Regions from separate parts of the Zea mays genome. Here region 2 is linked to region 1. Evidence: chromatin contacts called from public Hi-C data. All regions are on one chromosome and are shown on one strand. The core of a region is the stretch at or near the end of the contact, and the rest is flanking DNA. Distances in the headings are between cores, read along the strand shown. Region 1 holds the start of LOC100283703. Region 2 holds the start of LOC100382372.

Region 1 (4,184 bases), core at 1,019-3,518:
ATTGATCTTCACTGAAGCCCATACGTTTGGGCCTCTATGTAACACCCTATTTTTTTAAGGGACATTTAAAAAAAAATAAGTTCAATTTGATAAGTTTTGAGTGGTTTGGAATAAAAATTATAGTTATATATATATATATTCCTTTTATTATAAACCAGTTAAAATGAATCATAAGGTTAAACTAAGTGTTGCATTCATGGCATTTCATAGTGTTTCTAAGTGCAAAATGTCTTTAAACATGCTAATATATCTCATAGAAGTCTTCAATAAATATCCATATTTTTTGAGTATTTTCCTTTTTTTCATAAAGCAAAATATATTTATTTGAGACACTTAAAAATATATTTATAAGTTCTAAATAGTTTAATTGAGTTCGTTATGTGTCAAAATATTTCTAGAAAATTTCCTATAATTTTTTGGAGCCTTTAGATTTTGTTGTACATTAAAAATGAATTTCTACATTTTCTGAAATTAATGAATCTTTAAATTTGAATTTATTCTAATTTTGGATAAACTCAACCCACCCTATATATACATGCCCAGATTCTCCTAAGTGAGCACATTCTAGAACATAATAGTTTCACAATATTTTATCTGTAGCTCCCACAATCGTTCACCGAAGTTCGAAAATCTCTCCAACCCTGACGAGCAATTACTTACTATCCATTTATCTCCAAAGGCATCCCAGGTCACCGCCCACGACTTGCTCGCGAGAGCTTCATTTCCGGATTATCATTCGGATCAATGTTGCTAATCTTAAAAAAAACTCTGACTCCGGCGAACACCTTCTCTGGTGCGTCTTCCATTGTTTCGTCTTTTTTTTTTCATTTTCACTTAAGTATGGCGCAGCCCTTCTTCCTCATCGGTATCTACCCCTACTGCGACTGAGCCTCCTCTTTTTGGCTGATTCCCTCTCCTTTCTTTCTCCCCATGGCTAATATCCACTATTTTTTAAGAAAGAAGACAAATTTGATGATGACTACACCAAATCTCTTCTATTCGAATATTCGATCCTCTGTACCCGCGAACCTCTATATAGTCCCGAGCCAACCAATCAGCAGAACATGCCCACGTCATTTAATCCACTTTTTTTAATACTAAATATATGATATTTTTGGCATTACACATCTGTTTTAACATGATCAAGTCGTGTTACTTCGTATTAATATTGCCTACGCATTAGTAACATTATTTTTATATTGTCACATGTTTTCATAAATAATTAAATATTTATTTAACTTATGTTTATTAGATTAACTTTTCTAATCAAAGTTAATATAATATTTTAATCTGATACGTTTATAATTAGAATTTGTCTATAATTATTATTATAATTAGAATCTGGTACGTCTATAATCAAAGTTAATATAATATTTCAACCTCTCCAAGACGTGAAGGAAGATGCTCCTCCGCATATGGTACCTTTAACAAAAATAAAACAACGGGTAGATGCACAGGTCGTTAAAATAGTCTTGGATCAACCAGTCGTGGTTGGATACACAGTTGTAGTCGATATATCTTTGATGTTATCTTGTTCGCCTCCTCAATATGGAAGACTCAAAGGCAAACTCCACCGCCTGCTGCATTAAAGTTTGCTACATCAACCTGATCACTTCTTCTTTGATTATGTCGATGTCCGAGCTGAACGAAGACATTGCAACAACGCTTTGTTTGAATAAAATGAGGGTGAGATGAGTATGAAATGGTGGAAGAAAAAAAAATATAAGTGTGAGTTGTGTGAGTGAGCTCAAACACTCCCTCTACTTATAAGTTGATTTTTTTTAAAAAAAATCAAAACGGAGAAAACAGCGTCAACCAATAAGATCACACCATGTCATCAGTAGGTAACCAATACCGATTGGTGCTGAACAATAACAACAAACACTGTAGTACTAATCGCTAATAGTGCCATGTCAGCGGTCACGAATGACCAACGGTAGCCGCGGGCACCCGTCTTAGATTATCTCTAGTAGCTTACTTATCCTCATCTCTTATTTTAAAACTCCAACATGTAAACAAATACAAAACAATGTTTTACACGCCATATTACGATCTTATGACCATAGCCTTATAACAGTAGCAACTAGCAAGTCGGGTATAAGAAATTATAGAGAATTGAATATATTTGAACTCAAAGAGGTGAGTATCGAACCCCTCACCCCCACACATACACACCAAACACCCCACACATACACAAAAAAAGGAAAGATAAAAAATCGTAGGATAGAAGAGCATTAAAGCAAAACAACCGGCCAATTACATGTACCAACCAAAATCCAAAAACCTCGTCAGTTTGGGAACAGCGGAAAACCGGCCCCCCGCCCGCCTGCTAGGTGCTAGCAACAGCAGTCGCCGCCGATGGGGGTGGACTACTACAAGGTGCTGGGCGTCGGCCGCGGCGCCACCGACGACGAGCTCAAGAAGGCCTACCGCCGCCTAGCCATGAAGTACCATCCCGATAAGAACCCTACGCCGCAGGCCGACACCCTCTTCAAGCAGGTCTCCGAGGCCTACGACGTCCGTACACATCCCTCCCCTCGTCCTCCATTACCGTCGGGAAACCCCATCTGCTTGACCTGTTGGCTCCCCTCTCGCAGGTGCTCAGCGACCCGCAGAAGCGAGCCATCTACGACCAGTACGGCGAGGAAGGCCTCAAGGCCGGCGCGCCTCCGCCCGCCGCCTCCACGCACGGCGCCGGCGCCGGCGTCCACAGGTTCCGCTTCAACACGAGGAGCGCCGAGGAGATCTTCTCCGAGATATTCGGCGGCGGGTTTGCTGGGGCAGGCCCCCGTACCCCCGGCGGCGGCGTCCCCTCCGGGTTCCCGATGTTCGGCGGCGCTGCTGGGGCAGGGGAGGCGTCGAGCGCGGCGTCGCAGAGGAAGGCGCCGCCGATCGAGCGGCCGCTGGCTTGCACCTTGGAGGACCTGTACAAAGGGGCCACTAAGAAGATGAAGATCTCTAGGGATGTCCTTGACGCCACCGGGTGAGACCGCAGATTACTTGCCCAATTTGTTTCCTGCAGAATACAGATTGACCACATGTTCTAGCATTCTGTTCTTCTGTAAAGGAGAAAATTGGATTTTTGGGATTCCAAATAGTGTGCTTGTGCTTCGCACTTTTGCCGTTGTAACATTGACATAGCAAAAATAGGACTCAAAACATGCCGCACTTTTCAAGTGGCAAAAGTGCGAATCATATTATTTGGAGTCCCAAAAACCCAATCTTCCCTCTGAGTTTTGACTTCGATTGGCACATTGTGCTTGCACATTAGAATTTTTAGGGCAACGAAACTGAGGAGCATGAGAGGAAAGGTTAACCAGAGAGAAAAACTTGAGGGGGATAGTAGACATGACTAAAGAGGTGGAGATAAGGCAAGAACAAAAAAGTGTGGTTTAATCTGTCTTATGTCGCCTTTCTGTTATGACAGTAATTGTGTATAAGGCATACACACGCGTGCAAGCAAACAATACTCTATCATCACCACCCATGGAACATGTGCACCTAAACGCATTAAGAATTTATCAGAGGCATCTATGGTCTCATAGTGTACATACTTTGCAACTGATTTCTGCATAGTCAGGCTGGTGGGCTGAGTGCACACCGGCACTCACTCATAGGCAAATGACCACAGCTTTGCTGTCTGATTTATCATATTGGCTCAAGTCTGCATCAATCTTATTTCTCCACAACTCTCATGTACTGAATAATGGCGTCATTTCAGCTTTTGTTGCCCCTTGATACTTTCTGATTCTTTTGGGCGCTAAACAAGGTATTCTGACCTTGTCCTATGCACTTTAACCAGAGCTCTATGATGTGCTTCCCAAGGTGGCCATGCTGACTCTGTTGTTAGCTTTTAATCTTAACCATCATTCTTGATTCATATGGAGTTGGCAATATTCTTCGGATATGATATGATGGTGGCATGACGGTGCATACTGCATAATTTGTTCCACATTGGGATATCCAATTTATGTCCAGCTCAACATCTATGCTCTGTTCTTAATTCTTGCACTATGATTTTCTTGATTTTTTTTTTGAAATGAAGTGATTTGCTTGAGTTTTTTTTAAAAGGAGTGGTTATTTGAGTTAATCATGTTTTCTATCCTGTTTTTGTTTTATCCTCATGAGTATGCATTTTGGGACATTGCTAACAGGATTGCGTTTGGTGATGCTTTTCCTTGTTA
Region 2 (4,187 bases), core at 1,656-4,155, 400 kb before region 1:
AATTTCCTAGGTCAACTATTATTTTCCCATGGGAGAAAACAGAACAGGTGCCTGCTGTTCAGTTGCATCCTTAGGAATTCATGAGAAAATAACACAACAATATGGGTCAACACAATTCACAATTAACTGAAGATAAGGGTTTTACCTGAAGTGCCACTTGGGTTGCATTTTCAGCAGCAAAGAGAATTACCCCTGCACAATCCTGATTAAAAAAAATATATATGAGACAAAGATGGAGAGAGTTTACCATAAGATACATCTAACTAGTCGCTTATTTGCCTTTGTCAGCAGAACTACATGCAGGTAATGCGAAAACAGAACTCTAGAGGAACAAAAAAGATATATCATAAATTTATAAGGTTACCTTGCGATCAACTTTGCCATTATCGCAGTCCCTAGCAACCGAGTATACAAATGATCTGATGGAAAAATGAAGTTGTAGTGATAAGATGTCTAAACTTGTAAGGAAAATATTGAGCAAGGTCTTACCTTGATGACTGCAATGAGGTGTACATATCAGCCATTTTCCCCTGCATTACAAGCATCCTCTTTATCGTTAGTGCCATGTCGGTACTAATAAACTATTGCATCATGAAGCACGGGAAAACAGAAGACATATGGAAACTACAAGGATTTACCTGTATGAACTGAAATTCACCAATTGGACGCCCGAATTGCTCCCTCTGTCGAACATATGGAAGTACAACATCAAGGCATGCCTGCATAAGGCCAATAGGGCCCGCAGCTAATACAAGCCTTTCCAGATCAAGCCCTGACATCATGACATAAACACCTGCCACAAGAGAAGGCATAGAGATCAAAGGTGACCATCTAATTAAAGAAATCTTTCTAGTTTTATATGGGGTTTAGAAAATCGTGGAATAAACATCTGCAAAAAGAGAAGGCGTTGAGACTAAAGGTGGGCACAAAGTTAAAGAACTCTTCCTAGTTCTATAGGGAGTTTAGAAACTAGTTCTGGATGATTAGATACAACTATTGCAGTTTCCCATGTGCAGAAATGCAGAATATCTTTGCCTTCAGAAATAGATGCTACTATAGTTCCAATCTCTGGGCCATGTACCACACAGGCAACCAACTTAAACAACAGAGCAAATATCTGACACACGTGAATGAGCTTCAAAACAGTCAGGAGGCAATACCTTTGCCTTCTTCACCGAGGACATTCTCGCGTGGCACAAAGCAGTTCTCAAAAACAAGCTCACATCTGCAGATTAGATGGAGTTAAATTGGCCCCGATTTCACCATTTCTTTTCATAAGTTTCATGAGCAAGTAGAAACATCATACGTGTCGCTTCCTCTCATGCCAAGTTTGTCCAATTTCTGAGCAGTACTGAACCTGTAGTCGTGAACAAGGACCATCAGTAACATGACCAGAAAGCTGTAGAAACGCATGTGTTCATGCTCAATCATGTCCAATGAAGATAATGGAGTGGTTCTGTACCCGGGCATCCCTTTCTCGATTATGAATGCAGTTATTCCTTTTGATCCCGCAGCTAGATCTGTTTTTGCATAAACAACCTGTAAAACCCCAACATGGATGAATTGGCAAGGTTTTATGGCTGCAAAGAGAAACAAGACAAGTAGCTCTTCCAACAAAGAGGATGCGATTGTGGAGTGGCAAAAGTGAGGAATCGCAGTGAAGCACCAAAAGGTTGATACGAAACTAGCACAGATAAAAACTGGTGAAACAGACACGTGTGCCGAAAGCAGAGGGGGATGAATGTAAAAAGTTCCCCCTTGCGGGAAAAATACCAGCGTCTGAGCAGACGGCCCATTGGTGCACCACATCTTATTCCCATTAAGGACATAGCCGCCGTCCACTTTCTCAGCTTTGCACTTCATACTGACAACATCAGAGCCAGCTGAAATTACATTTCAGCAACGCGTCAGAAGGAACCTTATCGTACTTCTGGCGAAGAACAGAACAGCAACGGAAGCGGAATGGAATGGTACTGACAGTTGGGTTCACTCATTGCCAGTGCCCCGATATGCTCCCCACTGATGAGCTTCATAGAGAAGGCAAAAATGCATGAGTATAAAACCGCCAGACATATACTAGCAGTGAGCATCTTCATCGTTCTTAAGAAAACTATGGCCCTGGCGAAACATAATGATAGAACAAAGCAAATCCGAGGAGAGCACAGCACCTTGGGCAGATACTTGAGCCTCTGCTCGGGACTGCCGTGCCGGACCTGCAACGGAGAACACATAAACAGCATTACGCTACGCATGGGTAGTAGTAATAAGTAACCGCCCAAGTGGTGTGGTTAACGCGGCGTGCGAGGGCAAAAACAAGCAGGGCGGTGGAGCAGCCACGAGTACGGGTGTACGACTCACAAGCTGGTTGATGCAGAGGTTGGAGTGCGCGCCGTAGGAGAGGCCGACGGCGCCGGAGGCCCTGGTGATCTCCTCCATGGAGATGCAGTGGTACATGTAGCCGAGGCCCATGCCGCCGTACTCCTCCGGCGCGGTGAGGCCGTGGAGGTTGAAGTCCCCCATGAGCCTCCACAGGTCCACGTCCCGCGGGAAGTGGTTGGAGGCGTCGATGGCCGCGGCGCGCGGCGCGATGTTCTCCTGCGCGAACTTGCGCACGCTCTCCTTGAACTGGCAGAGGGCGGGCCAGGAATTGGGTCGATCAGGCAACGGGCAAGGGGCAATGGCGGTTGGGCCCGCCGAGTGGAAAAGTTAGGTGAGCGAGCGCGTAACGCACCTGCTCCTGCGTGTCGTCGAAGAGGAGGGAGGACGAGGCGAAGAGCCGCGCCGCCCCGCCGCCGGGCGCGGCGCGGCGGAGGAGCGCCGGGAGCCACCGCTGCATCTTCGGGTCGGGGCGGGCCTGGTTGATCTGGTCGGTGCTCGGTGCTGGACTGGTGGTGATGGGTAAACGTAAAACTGTAGGAGTGGCGTCTAGTTCTCGTCTTCCTTCGCCTCCCGTCTCGGGAGGAGCTGTAGGCGGCGCGGCGGCGGATTGATGATGGCTGATCGCATCACGTGCTGCCCATTCTGCCGCTTTTTTCTGTGTCCCCATCCGTGGCCTGCGTGTCTGCCACGCACAGGCAGGCAGGCTTCATCTAACATAGCTGAAGACCCGATGATGCCCCACCATGCGAAATTAGAGACAACTAAAATATAATAAAATATAATGTAATATAATTGTTAGATCTAAAATCTATATATTGCAATATTCATCGTATAAATTAAATTGACTAATCAATTAGTTCTTTGTCTGAAGCATAGAGTTAAGATATAATGTCTTCGTAAAGATACATATGCCTTGAGATTTTTTATATTTATCCCTTTAAACACTTTCGAATGCACAACTCAAAACACTCATTCAGATGCGCTAGCTCTTCCTATTCCTGAAGGACTCGAACATGAGACACATATTCGACCACCACACCACCATGCAGCCATGCACAGACATGGCGCCAGATTTATTCTTAACAGCTTTCATCTAATATAATAGAGACAAAAATATTGTATAAACAGTAGAAACCATATTTCTATATATCTATATACTATACTTAAAGCACCAGTTTCAACGGTCGTCATACGTCATCTTTTTACAAATAACCCCTCACAGCTATTTTAAATTAATTCGTTGTACGCCTATAGATGGCCAAACGGCGGCCCGGCACGGGACAGACGCACGCAGGCCAGCTCGTTAGCCCGTCGGTCCATTTGATTAAATCAACGTAAAATGTTAAAAAATAGTGCATGAAGTGGGGTTTGAACCCATGCCTTGATGGGGAAGGGCGGGAGACATTGGGTGAAGTGGTCTAACCAGTAGAATATAATACTCAAATGTTTTTAATAATGAATATAAATTGTCTATATGTATATACGTTTTTTGTAAAGTAAAAAATATATAATCGTGTCGGGCCGAGGCAACAGCTCAAGCACGACACGACGTTCTTGGCTTTTGCAAGCATTAGGTCATTTCTGAGACCATATTGGCGCAATAGACTCCATGATGTTTGAGGTTGCTGAATTGGATGAAGCAACAATGATTTGTCACACTAACAGTAAAAAAGATAGATCAAAATATGGAGTGATTGCTAAAGTAAGACATCAATACAAACTGGATGTGCTCCATATAAATTATGCTGGAATTATGTCATTTTATAATCTCTGTTTGTTCGGTCACTCGTTGTGAACTCTTTTCTAAT

What was found. Hi-C and Micro-C count contacts between places; a contact is called where the count stands out from the background.
Region 2: a contact with region 1 is called in a Hi-C map of tassel, with 1.7 times the contacts expected there. The contact joins the promoter of LOC100382372 here to the promoter of LOC100283703 in region 1. A contact is called at or near these places in 2 of 25 Hi-C or Micro-C datasets (endosperm and tassel).

Annotation. Positions count from the first base shown.
Region 1 is chr8:134,711,855-134,716,038 of Zm-B73-REFERENCE-NAM-5.0, reverse strand. It overlaps LOC100283703, which reads left to right and starts at 2,268. Exons shown (of 3, transcript NM_001156602.2): 1 at 2,268-2,517; 2 at 2,598-2,983. The coding sequence starts at 2,359.
Region 2 is chr8:135,117,111-135,121,297 of Zm-B73-REFERENCE-NAM-5.0, reverse strand. It overlaps LOC100382372, which reads right to left and starts at 2,905. Exons shown (of 13, transcript NM_001175117.1): 1 at 2,732-2,905; 2 at 2,359-2,625; 3 at 2,169-2,213; 4 at 1,979-2,027; 5 at 1,774-1,883; 6 at 1,463-1,539; 7 at 1,307-1,357; 8 at 1,161-1,225; 9 at 639-793; 10 at 490-530; 11 at 365-419; 12 at 146-202. The coding sequence starts at 2,836.